2 separate regions of the Mus musculus genome follow, and region 1 is linked to region 2. A link is a contact called in public Hi-C data. All regions are on one chromosome and are shown on one strand. The core of a region is the stretch at or near the end of the contact, and the rest is flanking DNA. Distances in the headings are between cores, read along the strand shown.

Region 1 (7,115 bases), core at 4,562-7,061, 910 kb before region 2:
CCTTTCATGTCCATGATGCAGAACTGTGTGTGTTTGTGAGGGGGGGAGGAGGGAGAGGAAGAGAGGGAGAGGGAGAGGGGAGGGCGAGGGGGAGGGAGGAGATTAAATATAATTTCTTATAAAAAACTTAGTTGAGAGCAACCATCATGAACTTGGAAGTAACATGTGGGTTTGGGTTGATAACTTCTGTTTCCAGTTTTGAGTGATGTTCTGGGTCAGGAAAGTGATGACTCCCCTTACAGAACTCTGGAAAAAGGTTCTCTAATACACAGAGGATGCTCCTTTGCATGGGAGAGCATGAGAGCAGTGGACAGAACAAGTGTGGTGTGCTCTTGGTTTAAATGGCACATGATGATGTTTCTGTTCTTTAGAGTGTCACTGCCACAGAGATACACCCCTAAGCTTCCAGGACCTTCTAGGCCATCATCAGATGGGGACCAAATATCCACACCCGTTCCAACCACAAGAGCCCCTGAACCCAAGGGCTTGACGTGTCTCCTACATTTCTGCTAGACTCAAGTCCCCTGATGCTCTCTCTCCTGTGTGTTCTGAGTGCTGCCAGGCAGGGCTAGCCCCTGGGGAGGTATTCACTAACTTTTCTTAAAGGAAGAAGGGAAGGGTGGACTCAGGCCTGGTCTCCACAGCCTAGGTGACTCTGGGGTCACTAGGGAAGACGAGATGAAGTGAGTGAGGACAGGAGAGTCTTCCAAAGGGAGCCAAGGAGGTGAGTGGTCAGGAGCTTCATGGGATCCTGCACGCATTGTCCTCTCAATGACCCCAGAGGCACCTGTACATTTTAATTAAGGTTTAACATTAAGCTGTGATACTATTAGGATGTCCCTGTGTGTTAGCACCCATCATGATACACATTCCCACAATCCTGTCTGGAAATGTAAAGAAGTGTATCTTGGTGTTCATCACTTACTGGATGGTACTGTCAGACCAAATCTGTCTTGGGGAGGCTCTATTTCTGATAGCTGTGACATGTGTTCACGTAAGTCACCACATGGTGACTTATTGTCACAGAGGCACTCCAGTTCTTCCCCAAATACAAACTCCTTGTAAGAGTGCACAGCTGTAAATACTGGGAAGAAGTTCCAGCCAGAATGTATGGAGTCTTAAGACTCATTGGTTTGATTCCTCTCTTGTAGGGGATGGTCTTGATGCACGGTTATTAGTTTCTATTTCCACTGAAGGCAGGAAGATGGGCTAAGTGATAAGAAGTGACCCTTGACCATGCCTGCCAGTTTACAGGGCCATTTAGTCTGAATACTGAGTTATAACTCCAAACATTTCATGGGCCTTTATTACAACCCAAGAACAGACAAAAATGGGCAAGGCAGGCTTGGTCATATAATGACAGATTCACAGTTGGACCTGGGTTAAATTCATTGGGTACCATTAGCCATCATGTGCTCAGACTCCTATGTCTCTCGGGTGCCACCTGCAGCAGCTAATAAGTCCCTTGGCTTAGAAGTGGGTTAGCTATATTCAGCTTTCTTGCTGGCATCTGGGGGCTATGGATGGGACAGCAAACCCCTAAGTCTGCATGGCCACGTGGGCTCCTGTGTGTTCTTCTTCTCTGGGCAAGTTTAAGACAGGGATGGAGAGTCAGGGTACCATTCTTGACCAGAGTGGCTGTTGAAACACCAGGTGGACAAGTGGAATCTGGGTCTCTTTAATTCTGAAAAAAATATGTGTATTTTGTCTTAGTCAGGCACATGCCTTTAATCCCAGGGAGGCTAAAGACAGGTGGATCTCTGAGTTTGTTAGTCTGGTCTACAGAGGGAGTTCACAGACAGTTCAGCTAGGGCTTTATAGAAAAACCCTGTCTCGAAAAACAAGACATGATGATGATGGTTGTGGCGGTAGTGATGGTGATGGAGGTGATGATGATGATGACAAAAACATATCTTATATGACCTCAGCCCTGGGAACCTACCTACTAATAGTGGAGGAAGTGAGTGCCTGGGATAGCCCTCATGTCCTCTTACTTTTGCTATTCCTCTGTAGAGACCGGTGGATCATAATGAGCCAGTGGCTTGTAGCCCGTGCAGCATGCCTCTATTAGCGTGTGTCAAATATTTCACTCCAAACCATCAAAAATGTAAGACTTCCAAGATCTCTTGAAGAGAGGAGTCAGCTCAGCAAGTTGAACCTTTCCCATTGCTGGGGTCACATGCCTTGGGAGGGACTCTTGTTCTTTTGAACAGGGCTGGACATTACCTGACACACCACCGAAAAGCTCTCCATTAATCAGCACTAGCCCAAAGGAAACGTAGGCCCAAGGCCGTGCAGGGCGGTTAAGACCTGTCCTAACTCCCTTCATCCAGTAGTCTCTGCTCTACTCTGGCAAGGCGTGTTTGGTTGCTTGATTACACATCAGTCAAGCGGTCTGGAATCTGCAAGTCTGTGATTCTTTCCAGACAGTGAATTTTGACATCAATAGATCATACCGTCCCTGGGAGCAGCCACCCAGGTGAGAAGGAGGAATTCCTTAGGGACACATATGTCCCCTCTGTCTGTCAGATTGCGGAGGCAAGGAAGCTCAAGAAACAATCACATAGGCGGAGGTGTGGCTACCAGCTGGTGGGGCTGTCTGTCACTCAGATAGGCTCCACGGAGCTCTGGCAATGTGTCAGGTTACCCTGTAAGAGACTGCAACTGAGCTGGGTGGGGTCGTATATTGACAAGGATGGCAAATAATACCATTAGGCTTCCATTTAAACCCAGATCTCACGTCAGCACTGGAACACGGACTAAGGGATGTCACTGAACCTCTCTACCCGTCTTTCCATCGTGTCTGCATTGAGCAAATACCCATTTTCAAACTCTCATTATTAACTTGCCTTTTTCACTTCTGGTGAGGACAGGAGGCTGAATCTGACGCTTAGGGCTTGGAAAGGTGGCTGGCACTGTTGACGTGCTGGCCACTGCCTTCCAGGTTCTCTATGGCTTTTAGGCGTCGTGTGGCCTGCAGTCCTTTATTACTTTATTTACTCAAGACTTAAAATATAAATATGAAGTAATGAAAATGGGGCTTAAAAGGAAAGTACTTTTCTAAGAATTACGCCAATGGTAGTTGTTAGTGGTTCGTAACTATGGATATGTATGGGCAAGAAATGGAACTTGCAATAAATGAGGAACGTGGGGCCCAGGAAGGGGCCGTACCACACTGTTCTGCGATTGCTTGCTGTCTGAGAGGCCATGAGATGGGATGGGGGTTGCTTCATTCTAAGATAATGTTATTATAAAAGGGACTTTTTAATAACAGCTTGACAAGAAAAGGGAAAGGCTCATTTTTCTTCCCAGTGAAAAATAAAATCAGAAATGTAAAAATTAGGCCATAGGATAATGACCACCATTCTGCAAGATGAATTACTTCAGCAAATTATGGCACATCCTCATTATGGACTGCTATTAATCACAGCCTTAGAGAAATGTAAACTTGTATGTGATATTATCAAGTGGGTGGCAGGGAAGAGGGTGGTTAAAACCCATATAGTACAAAGTCCATCCTATGAAAAGTAGTGTGTGTACACACGTGCGTGCGTGCGTGCGTGCGTGCGTGTGTGCCCTTGTGCACTTGTGCGCTCGAGCATATGCAGATGTAAAATGTCCAGCATGCTCTTAGAGCAATGTCAAAAGTAGGTCGGTGTCTCTGTTTCACTTTTCATTTCTCTACACTTTTTGACACTGCTTGATGAGCACAGTTGCCTTTGTAATAATAAAACCTCCTGCACTTTCCTTTTGATGAAGGTATTACAGATGAATCCTTTGGCTGGTTCTCAGGCCCAGGATGGCTGAGGGCAGCTGGCCACATGTATGTGAGCTTCAGGTCAGTGACCCTGTGCCCTGTACACAGAGTACAAAGCACAGAGAATACACATGAGGAAGGAGGAAGGAAGGAGATAGGGGCAGCTGGAATGCTTGGTGCAAATGTCTACAGGATACACTTTGTAACTATGTAGCATCGCTTGAAATCATATACAGATGTTAAAGACAGACTTGGAGCTGCTGTGTACAATAAAAGCTCTTTCCATTGCTTTATGAAATAAAATGTTAGGGGCTGGGGCTGTGACTCAGTCAGTAGAGTGCTTGGATAGCAAGGGAAAGCCTTCCATAGGTTTGATCCCCAGCAGTGGATCAATCAAGCATTGTCGAATATGTCTGTAATCCCAGGATTTGGGGGGAGGGGGAAGAGAATCAGAAGTTTGAGATCATTTTTGGCTATATAGAAAGTTCTAGACTAGCCTGTGTCTAGACATAGTACTCTGTGTCAAAATGAATGCATGAATGAATGTATGAGAAATAAACAAATAAAATACTAGCAAATGGCTAAAGGAATCTTACCCAGAATGGGATAGCCTTTGCTCATTTACATTTGACCCTAAGAATCAGGTACCATGCACACACGTTTCATAGATGCGGGTCGGAGGAAGCCTCTCTTTCAAATACTGTAGTTGGAAAGACTCTTTAGTAGTGTGAGCATTTTGGACAGACGATTTGAGACTGGTTCTGAAGTGCTCTCTTCTGTGCCAGCATATAATAGCCATATGGTTCTCAGAGTAGGATCTTCAAGTTTAAATTACCAAATGACACACACATATGTAGTATGCTGACACTACAGCACAGAGATAAATGCCAGCGGGGAGGGACCCAGTCCTGGTGTAGCCCTTTCCAAGGGCACCGATGAGTGACTTTTGCCCTGGGGGGCACAACGAGCTCAAAGTGGATCGGTGCTCCTGCTGGATATTTTTAAGCTACCAGAAGATGTGATGGAGTCACATATGTCTGACACTTTCATAGTGAGAGCAAGCCCTTAATACGTTGCTTTGCAATATATGACCACTGATAGAAGACGCATTTAAAGCACTGATTATGGAGGTGGGTGAGTCTATAAAGTCCTTGTCAATAAGTTCAATCACTGAACACACACACACACACACAACACACACACACACACACACACACACACACACACACACACACACAAAGGCCACTGTGCTTTTAATCCCAGTACGGAGGAGACAGAGACAGGTAGAGTTTTGGTGCTTGCTGGCCAGCGAGCCTTGCCTATTGGAGATGCTAAGCCAAGGAAAGCTCCTGTCTCATAAAAACAAGGTACACAGCACCCAGCAATGGGGCCCAACACTGTTCTGTGCACACATCTACATGCATGTATACATGATTGCATGCACACTTGCACATATCAATTCAAATCCCCATCTGAAACCACATGAGGCCAGCCTAGTTCTTTGCAGTCTGGTTACCATGATGCCCCACTTCCTGTACCAGGTATGGTGACAGGAGCCTTACCTCCACTACTAAGATTTTCCCAGCAGCCTCTGATTGATAGAACTGCTACGTGTCTATATGAATCTAAGCAGCAGACCCGTTCTCATAAAGTTTACCACATCTGCCTCTCAGCTGAGAAGCAGAACTGAAAAAAAAAACACACACACACAAAAAAAAACCCCAACCACCCCCCCCCCCAAAACCAAAAACAACCAAACAAACCTATTTTGTGAGCATTTGCCATGGGGAGATGAAATTCTGTCTTATGTGTGTTACAAATAAGAGAGTTAAGTTGGGCATTCATGCCTTTTTCTCTTTCCTGAGCCAGGATGGGGAAGATCTTAGGTGCAGGCTCTGGGCGTGCTATGGCCCTGCTGGGTCTGCGGCTTGGCACACCAGTGTCTGCTGCCCTTGGAGGGAAGGATCTCGAAGATGCTGGCACCTGGCATGCGCAGATAAGCAGCGTGTGGCAACCAGACGGATGGCGTTGAGTTGGGGGTGGTAGGAGTGGGCCTCAGCTGGTGGTCTTGTTCCAGAAGAGACAGCAGCTGTGTCCTCTTCCGGCCTATGTGTGGGAGCTGCAGCTAGTGCGGCTGCAATTTAAGCCCTGCCCTCACCTACCACCCTCTGGTCATTTCTCAGTCTGGTAAGAGAAGTCACACTGCGAGAAGCTGTGCTCAGCGTTCTGCGAAGATTAGGGTCTCCTAGATCAATTGCAAGTGGGCTGCAGCTGTTTGAGCCCTCCAGCCGGCACTGCCAGCTCCTGGCTGCCTCGCTCCTGGCTCTCAAATGTGGGCCATACGGAGCATTATGAGGAAGCAGATGGGGGTGGGGGCACTGTACAGAAGGTGGGGAAAGAAATCAGTGGAGAGGATCCGGTGCTGATGGGGAGGGGTAAGGACGGGCACCACTGGCAGCCGTCTCAAGCACAGAGAGAATGTTTAATCCTCAGAAGGATTTGAAAGCTCCTAAAACAAACAATGCGGGCTTACCACCCACTCAGAATGACAGGAAGGTGTGTATTGGGGTGAGGAAGGCAGAAAGCAGAGGCCCATCCTGACACTGTTTTGGTCATGGGTACAGGCCAGTGCTGACTCCCCTATCTTACTTTATCATGCAGGGCAATAGATGCTGAAGCAACAATACAAACCAGGTGGCTTTCCCAGGACAACTGTAAATTCTGGTCTCATTGTGAGATAAGATTTATTTTCTCTGGTGAGACCCCCTCCTTCAGAGAATCTGGGTACCATGGTGATAACAGAGCTGAGTAGATCAATAGGGCGTCTCATATGCCCCTTTACTCCATGTATGCTTATGAAGTCTCAACTATGCCTGTCTCTGGCTTTAGTGGGAGACTGGGGAGCAGACAGACGGACAGACAGTTCTCCCCTGGCTTCTCAATGTGTATCCTAGGGTACCTCAGGAGCGGAGTGGAATCCTGGCTGTTTGACTCTTTTTATTTATTTTTATTTATTTTACCTGTATGGATCTTTTGCCTGTATACATGTCTGTGTCCCACAGGAGTGCCTGGTGCCTGTGGAGGCTGCAGGAGGGCACCAGATCCCTAGAACTGGAGTGACACGTGGCTGTGAGCTGCCCGGTGGGTGCTAGAAATTGAACCCAGGTCCTCTGGAAGTGCAGTCAGCTCTCTTAACCCACCAAGCCATCTCTCTAGCCCCAAGTTGTGACTTCTTTGGGAGCTACAAGAACCTTTCCCAGTCCTTATACAACACCAGTGGGCAGAGAGCCTGTATATGAGGTCAGAAGTACCTTTCTGATTTATTTATGGGAATTATTTAATTTTTGGACAGGAGCCT
Region 2 (7,478 bases), core at 4,155-6,654:
CATCTACTAGACATACTTCACCTCATCATTTAAAGCCAGTGACCACTAGTTACAGCATTTGAAATATATGCAATGGCCACCAAGAAAAATATTGTTAGTTTTAAGTATCCTTGTTCTCAGCTCAGACCTATTGATATCAGAAAGCTCTAAAAGATAGTCATAAAATGATATACTTTTATACTTACTAAAAGAATTTATATATAGTAATAGTCTCAACTGTGTGTGTGCCTATGTGTTCATGCCTGTGTGTGTATACGCATGTGTGTGCGCGCACATGTGTGTGTGTGTGTAGTTTTGACATCATTTAGACAAGTATTGTTCAAAGAAATTTATGAACATTTGGGTAAATCCTACATAACAGTAAACTCCTACGTGTGGTGTGGTAGTTTGGATTACGAAAGATTCCCATAGGCTTGAATGCTTAGTCAGCAGGGAGTGACTATTTTTAAGGATCAGGAAGTAAGGCCATCTTGGAATAGGTGTGGCTAAGTTGGGGGAAGTGTGTCACTAGGGGTAGTCTTTGAGGTATCAGAAAGTCTATTCCAATCCCAAGGTCTTTCTCTGCCTGCTACCTGTAGATCTGGATGTCAATTTCACAACTTCCTAAGCACTGTGTGTCTGCCTGTGTGTTGGCAGCTCTCCACCATAAGGAAAATGGACTAAACCTCTGGAACTATAAGCAAGCCCCAATTATTATCTTTATATTAGATATTTTCTTTATTTACATTTCAAATGTTATCCCCTTTTCTAGTTTCCCCTCTGAAAACCCCCTGTCCCTCCCCTCCTCCCCTTGCTCACCAACCCACTCACTCCCACTTCCTGGCCCTGGCATTCCCCTATATTGGGGCATAGAAACTTCACAGGACCAAGGGTCTCTCCTTCCATTGATGACCGACTAGGCCATCCTCTGTTACATATTATAAAAGGCTTTTCCTAATAAGAATTGCTGTGGTTATAATGTCTCTTCACAGCAATAGAATACTGACTAGGTCACGATGTAAAATATACATTTCTATCTTATTTTGTGTGTGTGCTGAAAGTTAAATTCATCATTACAGAGAGAATATAAATTCAATAACTTCTCCCATGGGCCACATTTAAACAATGTATCCCACATTTTGGCTATGATGGTTAATATTATGTCAACATGAGGAGCCTAGGGCACCTGGACAAACATCAAAGCTTATTCTGGGTATGACCTGTGTCTCTGAATGAGGTCAGTGTTTGTGTTGGTGGCCTGAGTAAAGAGGCTGCCTCCCAGTGTGAGAGGTCCTTATCCTGTCTGCTGAGGATCTTTGCTATAAGACAAAAGAGCTGATGGTTGAGAAAGGGGAATTCCCCTTGACCATCTTTGAGGGAGGGCATCACTCTCTTCCTGGCCTTCAGGCTTGAACTGAACTGTTGGCTCTCCCTTGGCTAAGCCTTAAACTAGAGCTGTGCCTCTGGCTTTTGGCCCAGAGACCTACACATTGGCTTGGAGCAGCACTACTGATTCTCCAAGGTTTTCACCTGCAGATCTGGGGACTTCCCAGCCTCCTTAATGGCAAGTGTTAATTTCTAATAATAAACTTCTATAAATAAGTACAGTGTTGTGTCTAATATATAGTATATAATACAAATTACACATGCACACACACACACACACACAAAGGACACAAAGGACACAAACATATTAAGTATTGTTTCTGTTTTGTTTGAGGACCCTGACTAATATTCTGGCTAACCCTCTGCTGATACATTAACAGCAAAGCATTTAGTGAAAAATGCAATTAATTCTGCTCTAAAGTCCAAATAGAGACTAAAGTCTCATCTCAGCAGTTAATGTAACTGTAATGTTTGTAACAGTTTGGGATATAAATAACTGTACTAGGATTCATTTTCTTTGTACAATTTTTTTAATAAATTTAATAATAAATAACAGAGGGTTATTTGAGGAATTTTGACATGCAGCATGCTATGTTTGGCTAAGTACAGAGGAGTGACCTGTGATTCAAGCAGATTTTTAGTACTCTGTTGCAAGAGCTGACAGGACTCTTAGCAAAGAAACAAAAAATGGGGATTTTTCTGTTTGTTATAGTGTGCAAATAATTAACACACCTATGCAATACAGCATAGTACAATGCTTGCACAGTTACTGTTGCCTCGTCTCTAACTTTAATTTTACATGTATGGATTATGATTGCATTAAGATGATCTAAGGATCATACCTTATACCCACACAATACCCACACAATCAACAGCAGCACACATTGGTACAGTGTGCTTACATGTAGCATCTTTATATAAACAGACTCATTTCTTTCCTTACAAAGTTGCAAGACTAGGCTTATAGTTATTTCTACCTTTAAAATGAACAATGTGAGACAGAGAAGCTAAATTCACTAATGTGCATCCTGCATGTAAAAATCAATTTGCTTTCATGTGTTACATTAAAAACTAGACATAATCTAAAGATTTAAGAGGTAGATGAAGATATAAACACTGTTAGAACACCATGTATACACTTAGCATGGTATTATGTTAAGCGAAAAAATCTTAATGGATACAAAATTGGTTCAAACTCATTACGTCTCCATACAAGTCAGCTATTCATAAAGGCAGAGGCTAGTCCATGTAGCACAGCCTGACAGACATCACTTCTCCTCTGAGAACTCTCCAGGTGGGTCTGCTTCCTTTCAGTGACAGGTGGAGCTAAACACATTACAGAGTCCTCTGTCACAAACCCTTTCTCCACTTTCACCAAATTTTTATTGTTTATAACAGAAAATTAAAAGAAAATCTTTGTGTGCACATGTACCATGTATATGTGCGTGAACACATGTGTGTGGAAGTCAAAGGATGACCACGCATGTCAGTTCCCACCTTCACAGAATTTGAGGCAGGGTATCTTGTTTGCTGTGTATGCTAGGCTCGCTGGCCTGCTGGCTTCTGACCTCCCCTTAAGAGCACTGAATTACAAACAACTGTGTATGACTAAGTTAAACTTAAAGAGGGCTCTGGGGATCTGAACTCAGGTCTTGTGTTTGTAGGGCAACCTTTGTCACTGAATGATTACCTCAGCCCCTAAGAACAGAAAGGCTCTTCACTTACTTTTTAACTCTCAGAATTTAGAGGCTTTAAGGATAGCCTCAAAAGTGTCAGTTGGGTGGCCTCTACTTCCTGAAGTTGTCTGCTCCCTTGTCAGGAAACGAAGATACTCATACTGCTTCGTGCTCACCCCTTCACAATTGAATCTATTCCAGTTGCTGTAAAAATATTTCTCTCTGGGCAAATATCTGTGAATATTAAATCTGTACCCTAGGTCCAGACCCAGGTTCCAACAGTTTGTTAAATATCTCCTTACATATCCATTCTTCATAAACTCTCAGCACCCCTGGACATTCAGCTCCCTTCCCATGGCTTTCTATGGCACCCCTTTGCTGTCTATGAATGAAATCGAAGGACCAAGTCTGTCAAGATTTTGTCAAATGCCCCAGGAAACTCCATCTTTTCCTGTCTTCAGTATTGCTTCTGCTTCCGGAAGAACAGCACCTGGCTTGCCTCCCAAGCCCGTGGTGTGTGTTTCCTTTTCATCTGAAGAATCCATATCTGGATCCACTCGGGAGCTCTTTCCTGGTGCCTTCCCATTAGATATACAGCCTCACTTTTGAAACATCACGATACTCATCTTTAATGGGTTATACAGTAATAATTACACACAGCCTGTGCATATTATATGCGTTCGGCTGGACCACGTGGCTTTGTTAGTGATTTTAGCATATGTAGTGCTCTCAGACAGTCTGAGCTAGTGTTGCTTTAGTTCAGAGGCCTAAGCGGGTAAGAAGCAGACTCCCTGAACGAACTCCCTCTAACCAAGCCACTGAAAAGCTCTGAACACTGGGAATTCTAAACGTGCGAATCAAGGTAAGACAGTTGAACCAATACATTAACTGTTATAAAATCTATCTGTCCCTCACGCCAGTTAGTCTTACTGAACAAAAAACAGCCAACTGCTACACGTACCCTCCTTTGTACAGGTGAGGGGATTTAAAATCTAATGGCTCTCATAATAAAGTCTATCTGGATTCAAGAAACAGTTTTAAAACCATTTATTTGTGAAGGAAACAATCTTAGGTTTAGAAGTTGGCAGGAACTGCAAAAGCTTTTTAGTTGACTGAAATTAAAAAAAAAAAAAAATCCAAACACTTCTTAGCACAGGCACTTCCCTTATGAAACAAATTGCCTGAAAGCAAAGCACAGCACTTTGTGCACAATGGGTGTGAGTCCTCCTGCCACCAAAGGGGGCAGGCGGGGGGGGGGGGGGAGATAGCAGAATCATTTGCATTTCTATAGTTTCTTTGTATACCCACATTCCAAAAGCATTTCACAAAGCAGCAAATACGTCAGCGCACTGCCTGGCCTGGGCAGTCAGAAGCTCCGAGTACAGCACAGGTCCCCACCCTGCTGTGAACCAGGGTGCAATACCACCCTACACAGAGTGGAGGGGACGCGCTTTTCCCTGCTTCTAATCACTTGAGTAAATGTGGTTCATATTTGCCGGACTTCCCTCCAAAACACTCACTGTTCTCTCATTCTAGGCAAAGGGCCCGTGCATCAATTGCTATCCAGTTCCTTGGATGCCTACAAAACTCATCTCTCCAAATGTACAAGATGCCATAAAGAAGCGGTTTCCACAGCACAGCAGGGGCCAGATACCCAGGAAGTAATAGGCAGGAAAGCAGATCCCCACAGTTTAGTTAGTTCTGTTTCAGGGGCGTCGGCCAGGGGTAACTCCGTCTACGCCCCCGAGATACAAAGATGGACTTTTGCTGTGTGAATTTGATGCTTCCTGTCCTTGGCTCAGAGCCCTCTGCAAATGGGGGCCCTGGGCCAGTGTCTGCTGTAGTCCAGGCAGCAGCTATGAGTGTCCTCCAGGGGTCACAGTTGGGTTGTAAATCCCTCACTAGGCATGGCCTGAGCAGCCTTCTTGGGAACGATTTATTTGAATCCTTCTTCATTACGATTCAAATAGAATAAGGAAGGTAAAAATTGAACAGACCCAGAAATTGTGCCTTCCTGCTCCCTCAGTCAGTAAACATTTATTCACTAAACTGAGCGCGCGCGCCCCTGGCTTCTCTCTCCCGGTCTTGGCTCACCCACACTTGTTCCTCCAGTCCTTCCTGCATACTGTTTTAATGCATAATTAAGAAGGTCAGAATTAATGAAGCCGTGCGGAGTAAAGTTCAAGGAATCCCCAGGTACTATTTATTCTATTAGATCTCAGGCGTGAATGTCAGATTGGCAGCATTAGCTGCAGGGTCTTTGGCCCTGGCTACATCCCAGGGACCACCCACCCAGGGAGACTCACTTGAACCGTCAGGTGATTCGGAAGCTCCTTCCCGGCAAAAATCACACGCAGCTGGTCAGCTGGAACCCCCTGTCGCTTAGCAACCACTTCCTTGAGCTGCAAGATGCTGGTGTCAGAATCGACCTCCACTGGGAAGCCATAGCTGGAGTTGAACCTGACAAACACTAGACAAGACCAGGGGCAGAGAGAGAAGAAAGAATATTACTCCAAACCCTTAATGGCCAGTGAAATGTCTCTGAAGCAGCTTGCCCCTCACCTGCCCTCCAGTGCATGGCATATATTTTCTTCCATTTATCACAGAGCATAAATTTATAGTATAGAGCAGTAGTTAGAAAAAAGACAAAACAAAACAAAACAACAACAACAAAAAAAAAAACAAACAAAACCAAAAACAGTTTCCCCTAGGTGTTTTTCCCTAGGTGTTTTCCTGCTCAGACCCTGGTCAGTGACCTGCAGACTACGGCAGTTTTGTGCCTTTCACAGCCCTCCTGGAACAGAGGGAGTAAAGCGGAGAACTTGCTTGATTGGAATCTCAAGATTCCCATGAGTGTATAGACTATTCTGCTCCAAAAGACTGAACAAATGCTCACTCCCTCCGCAGAGTCCTTTGCATAAAACTCAAAGGCAGCATGTGGATGCCCCAGAAAGAAATGGTGGAAATGGAAGCCACTGTGTAGACAGCTGAAGAGAGCTTGGGGCCTATGAAAGAACTCTGGGCAAGGTTTTGAATCTAGGTTCTGTGAAGAGTTCTGGACTCTGTGAAATGGTTGTAGGTTCTTGATAAGGCCTCCATACTCTGTGTAAGGATTTTGCACCCTGTGTTCTTAGCTCACAGGTGACAGTGGATTTCGAGCGAGATCTTGAAGTGACATCACCTCTGCTGTTGTGATCACTCTCTTCATTAGAATCTGGCTAGAGTCCATGATATCTCCCAGACTGTCTTCTCATTCCCCTTGTCACACCATCTCTAGCATTTCTCACATCTGCCTGCTGTTTACAACCACCCACTCTTTTAACACCACTCCAGGTGAGGCTCTTAGATACTTGCTAGTCTCCTGAGCCAGGTGGGGTGGTGCATGTCTTAACTCTCAACACTCAAAAGCAGCAGCTGGATTTCTGTGAATTCTAGGCCAGGGTGCTCCACATAGCAAGTTCTAGAATGGTCTAGACTGCACATAGCAAGTCCCTGTCTTAAACAGAAAAATAAAACAAACAAACAATATTTTCTAAATTCTTGCATTTATCTTCTCAATTAATCTACTTTTAGTTTTGTAGTATATTGTTTCTTTTCAATTTAAAGATTTCTTCAAAATAACATATAGTGTTAAATAATGGTTTGAGACCAAGATAGGAACTTTCCAGTCAACTTTAGGACAGGGGCCTCAATTCTCATTCATATTCTCTCTCTCTCTCTCTCCCTCATGCTTTATAATAATTATAGTGCCACTGATGGCCAGACACTTACATATGCTGCAAGTAAGGTCTTTTCTGAGCCCTCAGTAATCTAGGCAGCTCAGTGTGCTGCTATCCAGTAGAGCTGCACATGACGCCCAGAGAACTACAGTCACTTTCTTGTACCTTCTTTGTAATGAAATTGGAATTCATATATAGCTCATCCCATTTCTAGAAAAGCTGCCTAAGACCTCAGAGGAAAGAACATAGTTCTTTGCTTGTGATAGAAAGGATGGATAACAGCAGTGAAAAGTCCAGTTCCTAACATGATGTGCTATTCCCTCTACAGGAGAAAACTGGATAGGATAGGATAGGATAGGATAGGATAGGATAGGATAGGATAGGGGAGGGGAGGAGAGGAGAGGAGAGGAGAGGAGAGGAGAGGAGAGGAGAGGAGAGGAGAGGAGAGGAGAGGAGAGGAGAGAAGAGGAAAGAGAAGGGAAAAAGTGATTCCAGGGAAGGAGCCCAGTTCTGAGAATGGGGGACAATGGTTTTGAAACAGTGAAATAAAAACAGAGAGCCAACGATGCAAAAGATTCAGGAGCAGAAGACCCAATAGCTTTGAAATATCTAGAAAAGGTCAGGGTTGGAAGGATAAGGAATTCATGAAAAATACTAAATATTAAGAAAACTGGGCAGTGTGTGACAGTTCTCCTCTGTGTGTGTGTGATTCATTCAA

Evidence for each region. Hi-C and Micro-C count contacts between places; a contact is called where the count stands out from the background.
Region 1: a Hi-C map of cerebellum shows a contact between it and region 2, with 2.7 times the contacts expected there. The contact joins two enhancer-like sites. A contact is called at or near these places in 3 of 39 promoter capture datasets (cranial neural crest, hippocampal neurons and maxillary cranial neural crest), 7 of 484 Hi-C or Micro-C datasets (cerebellar granule neurons, cerebellum, embryonic stem cells and 3 more), 4 of 115 datasets of contacts at active chromatin or transcription factors (astrocytes, embryonic stem cells and forebrain) and 1 of 9 other capture datasets (embryonic stem cells).

What each region holds. Positions count from the first base shown.
Region 1 is chr17:11,977,362-11,984,476 of GRCm38.p6, reverse strand. The region is part of intron 9 of Prkn (parkin RBR E3 ubiquitin protein ligase); the gene reads right to left. The region is part of intron 1 of Gm46604 (a long non-coding RNA gene); the gene reads left to right. Among named protein-coding and RNA genes, the nearest start is that of Gm52293, 50 kb to the left of the region's middle. Within about 2 kb of position 5,811, at least 17 of the 459 cell types and tissues checked have an H3K27ac peak or open chromatin away from gene starts, as enhancers often do. A contact at or near this core is called in cerebellum and hippocampal neurons, where this site is marked.
Region 2 is chr17:11,065,162-11,072,639 of GRCm38.p6, reverse strand. It overlaps Prkn (parkin RBR E3 ubiquitin protein ligase), which reads right to left. Exons shown (of 12, transcript NM_016694.4): 2 at 5,348-5,511. Among named protein-coding and RNA genes, the nearest start is that of Gm41526, 65 kb to the left of the region's middle. Within about 2 kb of position 5,404, at least 82 of the 459 cell types and tissues checked have an H3K27ac peak or open chromatin away from gene starts, as enhancers often do. A contact at or near this core is called in cerebellum and hippocampal neurons, where this site is marked.